Regions from separate parts of the Triticum aestivum genome. Here region 2 is linked to region 1. Evidence: chromatin contacts called from public Hi-C data. All regions are on one chromosome and are shown on one strand. Each heading gives the region's core, a stretch centred on a gene start, on an enhancer-like site or on the middle of the called end of the contact. The rest is flanking DNA. Distances are from core to core; before and after follow the strand shown. Region 1 holds the start of LOC123053725 (serine/threonine-protein kinase OXI1). Region 2 holds the start of LOC123055830.

Region 1 (4,037 bases), core at 713-3,212:
CAGTGAACGACTGTAGCATGTCTAGATAGCGTCAGCTTTGTGCCAAGATCAGTGCAACAACAGAGAAGCCAAAATGAATAGCTGACAATAGTAATGTTACCTGTAGGAAAGCAAGAATGACTCGACATACACATATATAACACAAAAATAGCCAAGAGTAAAGCGAATATTTCAGGTTAGAAGAGAAATGTATAACCTACTGTAACATACAGAAACCTAAATACAAAAATATCAATGTGCAAAAAGCGAATTAAGAAAAAAACAATACTATAACCATTGCATCGTACGGTCGAACGCCCGGTAACTCAAATGCGGGCTAAATAAAGAACCCACACGACTGAAAGATTGAACAGAAATTACGGCTAGAGCTCAGACATTCAGAGAGTTCGAATGAAAGCGAATTGAAATCGCTTGTCTGAAAAGTAGCATTGCAGTAATTGTATTGAATGGATACACAAAAAAGTTATATCTGTTGTACTGTCCGACAGATAGACTGAAGGAAAACATTTGTGTGGTTGTTCGTTTAAAGCTCGTAAGCACTTGTTAACAGACTAGGATGTGTTATGAGCGATGGGATAAGTGTGTTGGCGCAGTCTTTACAAAGAATCATGATGACTACCGGAGGTGATGCTATAGTTTGTTGCCTCTGGTGGATCGGGATGGGCCGATTAGATTGGCGGGTTGAGGTGGCACAAAATGTTGTCATGTAAGATAAAAATATGTGATGTGTTGTACTGGTGAGCTTAAGGAGCTGCTCATAAAACTCATTATAAGGTTAACGAGCTAAAATCAATGATTAACTTTGTTCATTAGGTAGCGAGCTAAGAGTTTAAAAAGATGAGCTATCAAGCACTCATTAAGCTCGCGAGCTACGAGCTTTTGGTCAAGCCCTAGAGGCAGACATACAGTGAACGACTGTAGCGTGTCTACGTATCGTCGGCTTTGTGCCAAGATCCGAGCAACAACAGGGAAGCCAAAATGAATAACTGACAATAGTAATGGTAATTGTAGGGGCAGAAATAATCAACATACACATATATAGCACAAAAATAGGCAAGAGTAAAGCGATTATAAGGTTAGAAGAAAAATGATATAACCTACTGTAACATACAGAAACCTAAATTATTGCATCGCACGGGCGAACGTCCGGTAACTCAAAGGCGGGCTAAATAAAGAACCCAGTCGGCTGAAAAATTGAACAGAAATCACAGCTGGAGCTCGGACATTCAGAGAGTTCAAATGCGAGCGAATTGAAATCACTTGTCTGAAAAGTAGCATTGCAGTAATTGTATCGAATGGATTAAGAGGGTGCTTGGATACGTTTTAGTCCCATGACTAAAAGTAGTGGGACTAAAACTTTCTAGCCTTATCCATGCTTGAATCCAAATACTAAAGAGACTAAAATCAAGTTAATGAGCATTTATTATCCTCCAAACCCTCCAATCTAGAACTCGTCTATGTTAAAGGAGATGAGTTAAATGAGAAGAGTGAAGGCTAATCCACATTTTAGCAGGGGTATCCCTGACTACAATTTTTTAGTCTCAAAACTAGTTTTAGCCTCTCTTTAGTCAGGGGTGCTTAAAACTTTAGCCTCTTAAAGAGACTGTTTTTAGTCAGACTAAAATAAGTCTCTTGGATCTAAGCACCCTCTAAAAAAGTTGTATCTGCTGTACTGTCCGAAAGATAGACCGAAGGAAAGGAACTACTCCTTCTAGAATCACTGCATTTATAGCCCTAAAAAAAGAATCACTGCATTTTTTTTTCTGAGGGGTTCTGGAATCACTTCTGGGGCAACAAACTGGGCGCAGGGAGGAGCCCGCAACCGCGGTCCAAAGACGGAGCCCACAAAATCCTTTCATTTGTCGCTGGTAAACTGGCCCCACACCCAACAACAACACACGCGAGAGAAGACCGTGGTCCGTCGACGAACGAAGGGATTAAAAAACTCTTCCCGTTTCAAAACACTCGCTTCCCGGAAGAAAATCCCGCACGCGAGTGCTTCGTCGCCAAGGGAAGGGAAGGCAGAGGGAGCCTGTTGCCCGCCGCATATAACCAACGCAACGCACGCAGAGGCAGAGGAGCCAAACCTGGAATCGAATCGGGGGAGTACCAAAATCAAACCGCAACCAATCCCCACCCCACCCTTCCTTCCTTCCCTCACTCGCCCAGGCGCAGGCGCAGGGCACCGAACCCACTCGCACCCCGCCGCCCAATCCGAGGCGGCGCCGTCCTCGTGCGCGCTCTCGCGGTGGCCATGACGGCGCAGGCGCTCGCGCCGCCGCCGCCGGAGCCGCGCCAGCTCAGCCTGGCCGACCTCCGGGCCGTCTCCGTGCTCGGCCGCGGCGCCAAGGGCGTCGTCTTCCACGTCGTGCCCGAGGGCGCCGCCGCGGATGGAGGGGGCGACGTCGCCATGGCGCTCAAGGCGGTCTCGCGGGAGGCCGCGCGCCACAAGAAGAGCGGCGGGAGCGGCGGCGCCGCCGCGGACGGCCACCGGAGGATCTGGTTCGAGCGCGACGTGCTCCTGGCCCTGCGCCACCCGCTTCTCCCCGCCCTCCGCGGCGTCCTCGCCACCGACGCCGTCGTCGGCTTCGCCATCGACCGCTGCGGAGGCGGCGACCTCAACTCCCTCCGACGCCGCCAGACCGAGAAGATGTTCTCCGACTCCGTCATACGGTACGCCCCCCGCTCTCCCTGACCGATTAACCCATCAACCAAACGCCCTTACGCCCACGCACCGCCGTCGAACAAATCGGTGGCCAAGATTTGATCCGTGAGCTCACCCATTCGTTGCCAATTCGCAGGTTCTACGCGGCGGAGCTGGTGCTGGCACTCGAGTACCTGCACAGCATCGGCATCGTCTACCGGGACCTCAAGCCGGAGAACGTCCTGATACAGGACACCGGCCACATCATGCTCGTCGACTTCGACCTCTCCACGAGGCTCCCGGTTCTGCCGCCGGAGACGGACGCCCCCAAACCGGCGCCCGTCCCTACCTCGCCGTCCCCGAACACCGGGAAGCCCAAGAAGCCGGCCATGTGCTTCCGGTTTCGCTCGGGCGGCACCACAAAGCCTGCCGTGTCAGCGGACTCGCCGTCGCCGCCGTCCACCTCCCGGACGGCCTCCTCGTCGTCCACCTCCTCGACGGCCACCACCGCCTCCTCCACGGTCTCCGGCGCGCGCACGCCGGCCAAGTCGAACTCGTTCGTGGGCACGGAGGACTACGTGGCGCCGGAGATCATCGCCGGGAGCGGGCACGACTTCATCGTGGACTGGTGGGGCCTGGGCGTGGTGCTCTACGAGATGCTCTACGGGCGCACGCCGTTCCGGGGGCAGAACCGCAAGGAGACCTTCTACCGCGTGCTCACCAAGCAGCCGGAGCTGGTGGGCGAGAAGACGCCGCTGCGCGACCTCATCGCCCGCCTCCTGGAGAAGGACCCGGCGAAGCGCATCGGCGCGCGCGGCATCAAGGCGCACCCCTTCTTCCACGGCGTCGACTGGGACCGCATCCTCCGCGTGGCGCGCCCGCCATACATCCCCGCGCTGCCCCAGGACGAGGACGGCGGCGAGGTGCTCGACGTCGAGAAGGTCGTCCACGAGACGTTCGCGGCCAGCGACGTCGAGAACGCCGCGGCGGCGGGGGACGAGAAGAAGCCTTCGCCGGAGACGGAGACGGGCGGGGGCGACGACGGTGAGCGGAGGATGATGGATCCGTCGAAAGATGGCGATTTCTCCGTGTTTTTCTGAGGTTTTTTTTTAGATTTTAGCACTTTGTCCTTGCCAGAAAAATGGGCTTGGCCAGGTTTATTTTGTTAATACGATATTCTCTTTTCTTTTCTTTGGGAACTCGTAGCACAGTACAGTACAGTACTACTACTCCTATATGGTGGGATTTGGTGGAGGGATGAGTACATAATTAAGGAGGTAATCGTGTGTTTAGCGGAGTAGAGTACGTTTTTGCTTCGCTTCTTTTTTGGTGGATACATTGCTTTGGCCCGTACATACGAGGATTGTTGAGGCGATCGAGTACATAATGAATA
Region 2 (4,038 bases), core at 265-2,764, 190 kb before region 1:
AAGAGCATCTTCGGTCGCGTCCCCAATAGGCCCTTTTCAGGTGATTTTGTCACGCCGGCGCCGAAAAAACGGCTCAGTCGCCCCCCTCCAGAATCCCGTTTTTCGCCGGCTCGGGCCGAAACTGGTGCCGGCGGACCAAGGCAGAACATGGCGCCCTGGGGCGTCTGGGGCGCCCGCACAAGTGAAAAGGACGCGTGGGTCCGCCCTGTCGGCGAGTCAAGCACCTCTTCCCGCCGTTTCTTCCCGCTTTTCCCCACTTTCCTCCCATTTTCTCCTTTCCTCCCGCCAATCTCCCTCCCGCTCGCCTCCCAGCCGGCCGCCATGCCACCGAAGAAATACGTCGTCCCCCGCGCCGCGGCAACCGCGACCGCCTCCGTCGCCCAGCCGAAGCAGAGGAAGCCGAGGGCGCCGCTGTCCAAGCCACCGGGCATGACAAACGCCGAGTGGATGGCAGAAGTTTAGCGACGGGAGGCTGTCACCGCCGACCGGTGGAACAGGGCCATCGCCAAGAAGGCCCGTGACAACGCGGCACGCACGGCTGCGGCTGCCGCTTCGGTGGACCAAGCCGAGGCCGAGGCGACTCGCGCGGGGATGATGAATCCACCCGGCAGCCACGCCCAGTACGCGTCCTGGGGCCAGCAAGGCGTCGGCTCTCCGTCGCCGCAGCCATAGGGATCGCCCTCGCCGGGCTACGCCGACAGGGACGCACACGGTGGGTTCAACCCAAACGTCACCTTCCCCCATGGATACCGGCCCAGCGCACGCCCTCGCCCGCCTTCGCCGGCGTGCAGTACCCTCCATACAACTACTCGCCGCCCGCCTACGCTTCCTCCCCAACGCCCCCACTCCGCCGTGGCGCGTTGCCCTTCTCGCACATCGGCGACACCGACGAGACCGAGGCCGACATGGACGACATCATCGCGGCAGGATTGGCCGCGGCCGTCGCGTCTCCCGGGTTCGTCACCCCGGATGACACGGTGGATCTCAGCGGCGGCATGGACGGCGAGCTCGGCTACGTCTACGGCGAGGAGGAGCAGGAGGAGCAGGAGGAGGAGGACGGGGAGGAGGAGGAGGAGGAGCCGGCGACTGTTCCGGCGAGGAGGCGCAAGAAGAAGAAGCGGGCGGCCACGTTAGGCGAGCCGTGCATCAAGTGGGCGTCCAAAGAGGAGGAATGCCTCGCCGAAGCATGGAAAGTCGTCTGCCTCGACCCGACCACCGGCACGAACCAGAGCATCGAGACGTACTGGGAGCGCATCAAGGCCGAGTTCGACGAGCGCAAGCTCGTCGACCCCTACTTCAAAGGCGTCTACATGCAGCGCGGGTCGAAGGCGATGGTGAACCATTGGGGGCGTTTTCAGGGGGCGTGCAACAAATGGCATGGGGTCGTCGAGGAGGTCGCGGCTCGCTTGGAGAGCGGCGCCAGCGTTGAGGATCAGGTATGCCACGCCGGTCTCTCGCCTCCCTGCGCCGTGTGCGCCCGCCAACTGTTTGTTCCTCCGCGCAGTAGCTGCGCATGTTCGCCCTGTATCGGCACAGCAACAGCGACGCCGAATTCAAGTACCTCCACATTTACAAGCGCATTGACAAGTGCGAGAAGTGGGCGGAAGTCCAGCGCACCCTCGACAAGGTCAAGGAGACCTACAAGCCGGACGCACCCGGCGCGCCGACTCCGGGCGTGTCAGAAGGGCGGCCGGACGGCAACAAAGGTGCCAAGAAGGGGAAACACGCCGACGCGGCCACTACCTCACCGACGCACAGGCCCGGACTGTCCTTCGTGAAGAGAAGACCGACGCGCGGTGGTCGCCGTTGATGTCGAGCAGCGCCGCCAAGCTCGACCTACTCAGGGCCAACGTCGCCGCGAAGAAGAGAAACACCGACTTGGCTTTCCTGCTGGGCGGGCCGGACATGCTCCAGAGCAACGACAAGGCGTGGTACTTGACGGAGCGTGGCCTCATCCTGAACCAGCTTCCCTGCTTTTTGTACACCGAACTTTTCATTCGATCGCCGAACTTGTGGCCGCTTGATCGCCGGATTTGTGGGTCTATTTTGTGCGCGGGAATGTCTACGTTTGAATTTGCCGCGGCTGGGGGCGGCGTCTGGGGGCGGCGGCTGGGGGCGGCGTCTGGGGGCGTGGCTGGTAGCTAGGTCGCCTCAAGGGCCAATCTAGCGCCGGTTCGCCTTAGGCCGCTTTTTTTCAGCGCTTTGGGAGGCTGAACGGCTGGAGATGCTCTAAAGCCCGTGGCTGACGATGGTGGGGAGAAGCAGGCGCGCGCACGGCAGGGCTCGGTCGTTCGTTCCGTAGTTGGCCCTGCCCTCGCCTCAGCGGCCAACACCCAACAGCCCCGACCACGACCGCGCGCGCGAAACAAACAGCTCCTGCACACCCCGCCCACTCCAGTCGAGCATGCATCACCATGGCCATGTGGCGTTGCTCGCTCCCACTCCAGCGCCAAGTAGGAGCTGGAAGATTTCCCGTGCGTGCGGTGTGAGGATGAACGGATGATGATGGACCGAGGGACTGACTGACTGATTGGACGTATTGTTGGACCGGTATAGTAGGACCTCCAACGCCAACCGGCCGGAGTAAAGAGCCGCCGCCTCGCCTTGCCTTCCCTGTCAGCGTTGCCGATTGGGCTCCTGCTAAGCTTCACAAGTGTGAAAGGGGCCGGCGTGAGTGAGGGTTTGCGTCATCGTTCGGTACAACGGCTCCAATCAAATCATAAGTGTACCACACCAGGTTTTAAAATCCAGCAAGAAGCTCGACTTGATTATTCAAGGACGTGGAGTTTCCATCTCCTCACATGACAATTGACAATAGAGAGTCACGTTTTTGTGCAAGCAAACTTTATCTGGTCGGTTTTGGAGTAGCTGATGCTTAAAAAATGCACCTTCCCAAACATGTGCAAGCACCCCAAAACTGCAAAAGCGGCATCCGTGAACAAAGTAGAGCATGCACTCCACTCGAGTGCACGCACGGATAAAAGCGTGCCGCTTTGAGTAAAATCGATCATGTGCATGTTAGGGTGCAGCGTGATGTAGAGTACTAGTACTATTCCTTCGCCATGCTTTATTAAAACTACTTGTTTCTGCTCCTGCGCGAGCATGTGGTGTCGCTCCTGCGTGAGCCTTTTGGTAGCCTTAAACTTGTTGAACTCTCCTGGTTAGGTCTAGATTGCGTTTGGGTGTCCTTGGGTTTTTGCCCCATGATAAGCTGCTCGATGACGGGTGCTTGCAGTGGGTTTTCTAAGAATGCTCTGAACTCGCTTTCCCCTTTCCAGTTTCCTTGGTAGCTTCAGTTTCGGAACTCTGTATTTCCGTTATGTCAAAGTAATGGAAAGGGGTTATGCCCGGTTTAAAAAAAAGTACTATGTACTATCCCGTACCTAATTTGTTATCCTATATCCAAATTAATTAAGTACTCCTAGTATGGTTGGATGGCAAGAGCAAACCAACCACTACTAGGTCCAAATGTGTTGGACCAACACAAAAGAAAAACCTAACACAGCACAACCAGTATGATCGCAATGTACTTCCATTTTCATGAATTTGGCAAAAGTGTCTTTCACATTGGACTGAAAGAGTACTTACCTTCAATAATAAAAATCCAGCCAACAAATATGACGGGAGACATTCAACTGAGAATAAAATCAAGACAACTCAGATTTATTTTATTTTAAATAAAAATCCAGACAAATATGCAAATAATTGTAATAATACAACAAGTTGTGTACAATAACTATAAATGATAACTCTAGCTTTTTAAATTGTGAAAAACTATGCACTGAAAATAGTAATTATGGGAGTACAAGAATGAATAATAAAAAATTCCCGGCAAACATGGAAAGAAGTCCAATAGTAATTCAAGTTATTTACAAAAAATAGAAACTGCAAGTTTGGTATCTCAAGGTTGTAAAAAATAACGACTCTGATATTGCGGGAACGCTGACTGGGGCTCCAGGGTCGAGCGGATGTATCGCTCTCCCCTGATAGGGGGGAGAGCGAACATTTTAGTTTGGTACGAGATACCCACCAGCGCGA

The links. Hi-C and Micro-C count contacts between places; a contact is called where the count stands out from the background.
Region 2: a Hi-C map of leaf shows a contact between it and region 1, with 5 times the contacts expected there. The contact joins the promoter of LOC123055830 here to the promoter of LOC123053725 in region 1. A contact is called at or near these places in 2 of 5 Hi-C or Micro-C datasets (both in leaf).

The regions. Positions count from the first base shown.
Region 1 is chr2D:444,220,426-444,224,462 of IWGSC CS RefSeq v2.1, reverse strand. LOC123053725 (serine/threonine-protein kinase OXI1) reads left to right here and starts at 1,962. Exons shown (of 2, transcript XM_044477257.1): 1 at 1,962-2,673; 2 at 2,802-4,037. The coding sequence starts at 2,255. The coding sequence ends at 3,744.
Region 2 is chr2D:444,408,797-444,412,834 of IWGSC CS RefSeq v2.1, reverse strand. LOC123055830 reads left to right here and starts at 1,514. Exons shown (of 3, transcript XM_044479673.1): 1 at 1,514-1,706. The coding sequence starts at 1,514.